Regions from separate parts of the Sus scrofa genome. Here region 1 is linked to region 2. A link is a contact called in public Hi-C data. All regions are on one chromosome and are shown on one strand. The core of a region is the stretch at or near the end of the contact, and the rest is flanking DNA. Distances in the headings are between cores, read along the strand shown.

The links. A called contact is a pair of places that touch in the nucleus more often than the background predicts.
Region 1: a contact with region 2 is called in a Hi-C map of liver, with 3 times the contacts expected there. The contact joins the promoter of ADGRL1 here to the enhancer-like site in region 2. A contact is called at or near these places in 4 of 5 promoter capture datasets (fetal liver, fetal skeletal muscle, liver and 1 more), 26 of 47 Hi-C or Micro-C datasets (adipose tissue, alveolar macrophages, blood and 14 more) and 2 of 2 datasets of contacts at active chromatin or transcription factors (alveolar macrophages and skeletal muscle).

Annotation. Positions count from the first base shown.
Region 1 is chr2:64,994,021-64,999,100 of Sscrofa11.1, reverse strand. It overlaps ADGRL1 (adhesion G protein-coupled receptor L1), which reads right to left and starts at 1,942. Exons shown (of 24, transcript XM_021083697.1): 1 at 1,463-1,942.
Region 2 is chr2:64,879,880-64,884,297 of Sscrofa11.1, reverse strand. The region is part of intron 1 of LOC110259334 (a long non-coding RNA gene); the gene reads left to right. Among named protein-coding and RNA genes, the nearest start is that of ADGRE5, 20 kb to the right of the region's middle. Within about 2 kb of position 2,172, at least 28 of the 83 cell types and tissues checked have an H3K27ac peak or open chromatin away from gene starts, as enhancers often do. A contact at or near this core is called in adipose tissue, alveolar macrophages, embryonic fibroblasts and 6 more, where this site is marked.

The sequences.
Region 1 (5,080 bases), core at 693-3,192, 120 kb before region 2:
CCCTGACACCCTTGATGATGGACGCAGGGAGTCAGGCCTGGAGCCCCCAGGCTGTTAGCCGGGGTAAAGAAGTTGGGTCTGGGGTCAGGTTACAGGCTTAGCCAGCCCTTGGGTGCTGGAGACGGGAGCAGAGATCAACTGGCTTCTTCCCAAGCAGCTTTGAGGTCAACGGCCCAGGCTAGATATCTACCCTCAAGTGTTCCCCACACCTGCCCCTACATTGTCCTACCCACCCCTCTCCTTGGAGACTCCTGTGGCAACCAAGAGAACAGGGCAAGCCGAGAGAGGGAGAGAGAGAAAGAGAGAGGTGGAGAGGCAACCAGCCATCTTGGCAGCCATTTTGAACCCCTCCCCCTGCTCCCCCCAGACACACCACATGTTTGGATGTGAGCAGAGGAACCCAGGCCCTGGGTCCTGCAGAAGCCAGGAAGAAAGGGGGCCCTATCTCATAGACTAGGATGGAGGAACACCCACACAGCTGCCATGACTGGGGGGAGGGACAAGGAGGAGTGGAGCAGGAAGGTACAGCGAGGTCCTAGGCAGGCAGGGGTGCGCCTGCGTGCTGACTGAGACTGGAAGGCCAGGGACAGCGATGTGTGCAGGCTGGAGGCTGTCTTCACATGGGTGCCCCAGGTGCCCTGGAGCAATGCCTGTGGGGGCCACTTTTTGGTCATGGCTGGAGCACACACAGTGCTGCCCACCCTCGTCTGGCACAGGCTCTGTCCCAGGACCCTCACATGGAAGGATGACAATTGAAACCCCATAGCGCTACCCAATAAACACCTGAGAAAGAGAGAGAGAGAGCTGGCCCTCAAAACCTGAATCCGGGTAGATCAAACCCAACAGCTTCCCACACTTAGTCCGGTACCGCGGAGAGAAAGATGCTCGCGGTGACTGCAGCCGGCCAGACACCCAGACAGACCCCTTCCCATCCCTCGCGCCTCTGCCTCCCAGAGAAAAACAACCCCCGGCCCGACATCCTGCGGGGCCAGCCCCCGACACGGCTCCTCCGGGGGCCGGGGCCCGCGCGCCGCGCGCACACGCACCCTCTCCGCTCACACCCAGACACCTACACAAACAGGGCGCCAAGCACCCGCGCGCACACGCACCGGGGACACGCAGGCACCGCCGCGCCGCTTCCCCACAAAGGCTGGAGCGCGCGCGGGCACACGCAGCCACGCGCGGGCACATTCGCGGTCCCTTCCCCCCACCGAGCACCCCGCGGCAGCCCATCCGCACCCCTGACGCTCCGTGGGGGCCGCCCCTCCGGTTCCCCTCGCCGGTGGGGATGAGGTGCAGGCCGCCCCCGATTCCCCTCGCGCTCAGGTGCCCTGACCCGCGGCTCCAGCATCCCCTCCCCCTTCGCGGCCCGGACAGGCCCCGGCTCCCATCCTCCCCACCTCGGCCCGCACACCTGGCCCAGGTACAGCGTCCCCCTCGCCCTGGGCCCGCAGACACTCACCTGTCCAGCGCCGCTCCGGGGTCGGCCCTGCGCGTCTCTCCTGCGGCTCCGCGAACCAATGCCTCCCGCCCGGCACATCTCCCGGAACCGGGGCGGGGGGGGGAAACGAACGAGGGGCGGCGGGGTACCGCCGCCACCAACCAAAAATTTAAAAAAAAAAAAAAAAAAAAGCAAAGCTGATTACACAGCTCCAAAGGCGGCCCCCTCGCGGCGGCGAAGACTCGGGGCTGGGGGTGAGTGGGTCCGCGCCCCTCCGGGGGAGGGAGGTGGCGGAGGCGGCAGGGCGGGGGCGGTGTCAGAGCTCTGGGGGCTGGGGCGAGGCGGAGCCCCCCAAGGCGGCGCCAGCAGCGGCCCGCATCTCCCCCGCAGCTCCGCGGCCCCGACGGAGTAGGCACGTGTGTGCCCAGGCGACTTCCCACCCCCCTCCGACGGCGGCAGCCGAGGGGTTAACGGGGCAGCTGAGGTGCGCCTGCAGCCCCCCGCCGCCCAGCGGCGCCGCTCCGGGGCCCGCGCGGCCCCATCCGCCGGGGCCTCCTCGGCAGACGGCGGGGCGGGGGCGCCGCAGCGCCGACAGCTCCCGCGCCGACGGCTCGGGCTCCCCGCAGTGGCCGCGGGGGGCTCGGGTAGGGGGCGGACGGCGCGGAGCTGGGGGGGCGCGGCTGTAGGCGGGCGCGGCGGCGTCGCGCCCCCGGGGTGGCCGGAGGGGGGGCGCCGGGCCGGGCCCGTGGGCACCGCAGGACGCACGGACCAAGCCGGCGCCGGGCACCAGCAATGACAAGCCGCCTGTTCGCCCCTCTCCCCGGCGCACCCGCTCCGGGAGGGGGGGCGTCGGGCGCGCACAAAACCCGGCCCGGAGTCGTCGCCCGGGACGGGCCACCGCAACCTGCCCGAGCGCACCGGGGGCCGGCCCGAAAACCCGGGATGGATTTTCCTCCCCTTGGCCCCCTCTAACCCCTCCGGAAAATCGGGGAAAGGGAAGGCGACGAGCTGAATCCCGGCGTTGGAACGGGAAGTGGGGGGAGGGGAGACGGGCACAAGGAAGACCCGGAGCGGATTTTGCCAGTAGTGAAGTAAGGGAAAAGCGCCGAGCCCGGTGAAGGGAGAAATTGGAGAGAACTGTAAGGGGTATGCAAAACCCGGGTTGGATTACACAGCAATGGGAGGAAAGGAGGGAGCTGCGACAGGGCCAAATGCACCCGGGGCACGCAAATTTCGGGCCGGATTCTTCCTCGGGAGACGGAGTAATGCGTCATGCCTAATGCAGTGGGAACAAACAAGACCTGGCCTAGAGTTCCCAGACATGGGCTCTCAGGGGGCTCCGGGAGGGGGCTGCTAAGTGGCTGAGGCGGCGTGGGCTGCCCCTGTCTTCCTGGCAGCGACGTGCAGGAAGGAGGGGCAAAAGGAGAGCTGGACTCTGGCACGAAGGGATCTGGAGCGCCGGCTGCACCGAAGCGGGCAGGTAAAACCGGCTTGAGGATCCAGGGATGATGCGAAAGGAATGAGACGGGAAGGCCGCTACCCTGGGAGACCAGACCTACAATAAAAGGCGAGGGAGGACCGCAAAGCCAGGACTGGAATCTGAGGGATGGGACAAGACCCCAGCAGAGGATCCCTGGCAACTGGACAGGGGCTTGGAGCTGACCAGGCAGGAGGAGCGGAGAGAGGGGTGTTAGGGGGAGGTTAGTATCTATAAACGCCTCAAACGTCTCACTTTGGGAGGGGGGCAGGGGAAGAGAGAAAAAAAAAAAATTGAATTTTAGGTTATCGGCAAGAGCAAAACCTCGGCGCGGATTTCTACAGCTTAGCAACCACACTGCAGCTGGTGGACTTGAAGAAGTAGGGCAAGGAACCAGCGGGTTCCTAGGCATCTGGCAGAGTGAGGCGAGGGGCAGGTTTCAGGCAGAGGCTACAGAAGGGAGCCCCGCACCCCCTCTCCGGGTTAGGGAAGGCAGCCCAACCTGGCTTGGATCCCCGGAGCCAGAGCTGTGACTGCCAAGACCCACAGTGGGGGCTATAAAACCGGGACCCAGGCCAAACATAGGCACTAAGGCAGAATAGACAGTTTAGTGCAGGGTGGGGGCTGAGGAAAAATTGGAGGTGGGGGGCACACAAGAATCTGGGAATGGGGGGCAGTTACAGGAAGGTCCTGAGAGGTAAGATCCGGTGAGGATCTTGGGAGATGGGACCTGAAAGTCTGGCATTTTATGAAAGATGGGTGCGACGCTAAGATGGATGGCTGGGGAGGAGCAAATCCCTGGCTTGGATCCTCAGGGAAGGGAGTCCATCCAAGGGAGGCCTAAATAGTAAATTGTCCAGCTCCTACAAAGTCTGGGCTGAATCTTGGCAGACACAGAGCAGGCAATAGTGGGACAGTCCAGCTCTGGATTATAGAGGAAAGGGATGGGCTGGGGATGGGGAGAGGGGCAAACCTTGGTCTCTGTCTCCAGGGAAGAGAATGCATTGGCAACCCAGCTAGGCTCTGCAGAATGGGTGAGGAATTGGGAAAGCATGTGGAAGTAGCAGGGGGAGGGGGAGGGATGGTAAATACACAAAACTTGGGGCAGACTCGGATGGGAACCAGGAATATCTAAGACTAAACTGAATATCTGCAAGTGGATTAACCTGTCCTCTAAGAATCCTTTCCCCAAAGTCTGTCCCGGTGGCTGAACTTAGGGAAAGGCAGACTCTAGACTTCCAGGCTGGCTCAACAACCAGGGGCTACCTCTGTGGCACCCACACTCCACTCCCTTCTGACACTCCCAGTCATCATTTCAGGACTGGGCAGGGATTCTCATAGCCTGGAAACTGAGCCAAATCAGGTCCCCAAACTTTAGGGGTGGAAAGAGTAAGCAGGCCATTTCTTTGCACCCAGGATTCCATGGCTGCCAAAACTGGGCTTTAAATCTGGGTGGCCAGGTCCACCAGCTGGATCTGAGGGCCCAAATATGTGCGAAGTAGAGGTTGGTGGGTGCAAAAAGGATCCCATCCATCTGTGGTTCGTGCAGTTCTCCAGGTGGGAGGATGAGCACGTTCCATCTCTCTGCACATCAATTTCCCACTTTGAGGTATCTTGGCAGCACCTTGTAGGGCTCATGGAACCCTCTGGGGTGCTGGGAAGAGGGGTCGGTGCCACAGGAGGCTACCAGGACACTCTCCCCCACACCCAAACAGCCAGCTTTCTGTAAACTCAACAGGACTAAAAGGGGGAAGAACCTGCAGCTCTGGGAAAGCTGAGCATCTCCAGAGCCCTCAGGCTCTAAGCCTCCTCCTACCACTCCACCCTCTGGCCCCTAGCAGTCCACCCACCTCCTTATATGGAGCAACCCTAGGAATCTATGAGCATGCCTGGGGGATGGTTCTAACTTGCATTCTTCGGTGGCCACGAAAAGGGGTGTCTTTAACTTATATGAGGGGAAGGACTGGAATGCTTTAAGAAACTCCTGGCTTGGTTTGGAAAAATCCCAGCCAGGACCCCTTCTCGGCCCCTCCTCTTTCTCCCAAAGCCAGTGGTCAGTGGAGCGCTCCTGGTGGAGGCTGGGATAGGTTCACTAGCCTCCCATCCTATCCCAGTCTTCTGGCCTCGCTGGAGAGGAGGACGAGTAGAGGATGGGGCGGTGA
Region 2 (4,418 bases), core at 923-3,422:
TGTGCCATGGGCACAGCCCTAAAAAGACAAAAGACCAAAAAAAAAAAAAAAGAAAAAAGAAAAAAAAAAAGAAAAAGAAAAAGGAAAAAGAAAAGGCAAAGTTGGAGAGACCGAGGGCAGACCTGAGCAAGGAGGCAGGGGATATGGGCTACAAAGGGGAACATGGGAAATTTTGAGGTTTTGAAAGTGTCCCCAAACACCAGATTGTGGTGATGGTTGCACAGCTTGGTGAATTTACTCACCTGATTGTGCACACACACCAGGTGAATTAAACAATGTGTAAATTAACACCTCAATAAAGCTAAGAAAAAAGGTGCCCCAACAATCTTCAGATGGGGTTGTCCACATCCAGTCAATTAAGTCAACAAATACATGTTCCCTGAGCCCTGGGAACACAGGAATAAAACAGACAAAAAGCCCTGCCCATGGGATAGATATCCTCATGAGGAGACAGACAGGAGGCAAGCTCAGAAACTAAAATCTAGGAATTCCCATCATGGCTCAGTGGGAACGAATCCAACTAGCATCCATGAGGACGCAGGTTCCATTCCTGGCCTCACTCAGTGGGTTAAGGATCTGGGATTGCCATGAGCTGTGGTGCATGTTGCAGATGAGGCTCAGATCTGGCAATGCTGCGGCTGTGGTGTAGGGCCTAAAAAGACAAAAAAAAAAAAAAAGGTGAGTTCCCATCTTGGCGCTGTGGAAACGAATCCGACTAGGAACAATGAGGTTGCGGGTTCAATCCCTAGACTTGCTCAGAGAGTTAATGATCCGGCATTGCCGTGGGCTGTGGTGTAGGTCTCAGATGAGGCACAGGTCTGGTGTTGCTGTGGCTGTGGTGTAAGCCGGCGGCTGTAGCTCTGATTAGACCCCTGGCCTGGGAACCTCCGCATGCCATGGGTGTGGCCCTAAAAAAGACAAAAGACAAAAAAAAAAAAAAAAAAAAGGAAAAGAAAAGAAACTAAATCTACAGAGTTGTCACATGGTGATATGTTTTGAAAAATTAAGCAGGGATGGGGAGAGTGCGATTTTAAGTCAGGGGTCAGGGAAGGCTCTCTGAGGAGGTGATATTTGAGGAAAGACCAGAAGGAGGTGAAGAGAGTAGAGGAAGAGGGTCCCAGACAGAAGGAACAGCAAGTGCAAAGGCCCTGGGGTGGGAGCATGCCAGGATCACTGAGGAAGCCAGCGGGCAGAGGGAAGAGTGAAGGGGAGAGTGGGAGGAGGTGAGGGCAGAGTGTGGCCTTGTGGTCATGGGGTGGGGGGGGACTTTGACTTTTGCTCTGAGTGAGGTGGGAGCCAAGGAGGGTTCTTGAGCAGAGCAGGGCATTCAGGGGTGTCCTCTGGTTACTGTAGGGGGAAGCAGTCTGTAGAGGGGTGAGGAACAGGAGCTGGAAGGTCAGGAGCATGGGTCCAGGTGGGAGATGAGGGGCTGGTCCAGGGTGGGGCTGGGAAGGAGATGACAAGTGGTTGGACTCTGGATAGATTCTGAAAGTAGAGTCCTCAGGGTTTGCTGATGCAGGAGGAGGGAAGGGGGAGAGAGGAGAGAGAGAGACAGAGGGGGAGGGAGGGAGAGGGAGAGAGAGGGAGGTAGGGAGAGAGAGAAAGAAGAGGAGAGAGTTAGCGAGAGAGAACAGCCAGGAGAGGCACTGACTCCAAGTATTTTGACCTGAGCTGAGCATCTCAGCCACCAGGAAGGAAACTGAGGCTCAGGGAGGTAGGCAGAGGTGTCAGGTTGCACGTGGGTCCATGGTGGCCCCCATCCCCAGCTGAGGCATGATCCTGATTCAAGAGCTCTGGGGCGTGGGTATTGCAAGGGGCAGAGGGTGTTCAGAGCCTGGCACCTCCTCCCCTCTGCCTCCCCAGACGGCATTCCAGTAGCCCCTCTGGCTCTGTTCTCTTCGATTTAGTCTTCTTTCCAGAATTTCTCCTCCCTCGGGAATCCAGCCCATGTGCTTCTGATTCCTTTGTCCTGAACTCATAAGGCACAAGCACCCCCCAAAAGCCTTATGTGGAAGCGTGCAGAGGCAGGGGAAGGGGAGGGGGCCACATTCCTCCCCTGGGGAGGCCAGGATTGTGTCCAGCAGCCCAGTAGCACGTCCAGGACAGCCAGCAACAAGACAGGCATCTTCCCAGGCCAGGCCAGACGGGCTGCCGTCCCACACAGGCTTTCTTTGGGGCCTGGCCGGCATCCGCCCACAGACAGGGCTCCAGCTGCTCTGACCCCCCCGAAAGGCCTCCCACGCATTTCCTCCTAGGAGCTACGACTGTGGGATTTGGTTTCCACCACCCTCTCCTTCTCTACGTAGCTTGGCCACTCCCTCAGGTCACCTCCCTCGTGGCCACAGTGGCCTGGCTCCCCAGCCAGCTATAGATAGCTTGTGTGTGGCCAGAGCCACAAGGAAGGCATCAGACCCTCCTTGGCAACTCTCCCATCCTCTGGCCTCTGTGCTCCATCCTCCTCCCCATCATCCAGCCCCCTCCTGCCCCTCCAGGTCAAAGGCCTCAGAGGGGTCTCATTAATTCATTTGCTCTTTGCTGAGCACTGACCCTCCAGACCCTGCTCTTGCTGTTGGGGAGACAGAGTGACCAATGCTTAGAAGCTAGTACTCATAAGAGACCTCAAGTTCCCACTGTAGCTCAGTGGTAATGAACCCTACTAGTATCCATGAGGACGCAGGTTGGATCCATGGCCTCACTCAGTGGGTTAAGGATCCGGCGTTGCCATGAGCTGTGGTGTAGGTTGAAGACGAGGCTTGGATCCCGCATTGCTGTGGCTGTGGTAACTCCAGTTCAATCCCTAGCCTGAGAACCTCCATATGCCACGGGTGAGGCCCTAAAAAGCAGAAACAAAAAGAAAAAAAAAAAAGGAAATAGCGAGCAAGGCTATCATTCAGGGACAAGGCTGATGAAAATCTCTTAGAGGGTGGCTGGAGGGGATGGGGTTTTGAGTTGAGGACCCCCAAGACTTTCCCCTCTGGGTAAGTGATTCACTAGGACTCACAGGACTCAGAAAAGGCTGTTCTACTCACAGTTGTGGTTTATTACAGGAAAAGGATACAGATTAAAATCAAACCGAAGGACAACGGCACATGAGTGAGAGTCCCTGGAGCCAGGCACAGGCTTCCAGTGGTCCCCTCCCAGTCACGAACACAGCTCTGAATTCTCCCAATGACCATGTGTGACAATGCACAGGGAGTATTCCCAATCAGAGAAACTTACCCCAGCCTGGGAGTCCAGGGTTTTAGTGAGAGCCAATCACATAGGTACTGCTGACAACCAGTGTCTGATCTCAGGCCCCAGTCCCTCCAGAGGCCCAGCTGACACTGCATGGTGGCCCAAGGCACCTGACATAAATCACAATGGGGGAGTTCCCATTGCAGCTCACCCAACTAGTAGCCATGAGGATGTGGGTTCGATCCTTGGCTCCGCTCAGTGGGTTAAGGATCCAGCTTTACTATGAGCTGTAGTGTTGGTCGCAGACTGTGCTCAGATCCTGTATTTCTGTGTCTGTGGGGTAGGCTGGCAGCTGAAGCTCCAATTTGACCCCTAGCCTGGGAACTTACATATGCCATGGGTGTGGCCTTTAAAAAGATAAATAGGAGTTCCTGTCGTGGCTCACTGTTTAACGAGTCCAACTAGGAACCATGAGGTGGGAGTTCAATCCCTGGCCTCGTTCAGTGGGTTAGGGATTCAGCGTTGCCATGGGCTGTGGTGTAGGTCACAGACATGGCACGGATCTCAAGTTACTGTGGCTGTGGCATAGGCCGGTGGATACAGCTCCGATTGAGCCCCTAGCCTGGGAGCCTCCATGTGCCATGGGTGCAGCCCTAGAAAGAGACAAAAAGATAATAAATAAATAAATAAATCACATTGGGAGCATTGGCTACCTGCAGTGGCTACGGTCCTAGGTATACAGACAGCCTTAGCAGGCAGAACATTCCAGGAGCTTAAAGATGACATCCCAGGAGCAGGGCAGGCCAGTGCTGCAGACAGGTCTTTCTTTGAAATGTGCAGAATTGGAGCACCTCAAACCTGCTGAATTAACTCCTTCCTGTGCAGGGCTAAAGGTTACGGTGGACCAAAAATGCATCTTGAAGGAGTTCATGTTAAAGGTAAGGCCAGAAGGAAGTGGGTCCTTACCTGATTGAGCCTTCAGGTGATGCCACCACCCTAGCTCTTACTTGGATGGCAGGCTGGTGAGAGACCCTGAAGGAGGAGACATGCCAATACCTCCAGGCAGAGAATTCCAGGCAGAGGGAATAGCAGCTGCAAAGGCCCTGAGGTGGGACTGAGCTTACAAGAAGAGAAGGAAGGAAGGTCAACATGGCCATCCCAAGGATGGGAAGGAGGTGAGGACAGAGGGGCCAACTGGAGCCAAGTTAGAGGGCCTCATGGACAGAATGACAGGAAGAGGGGAG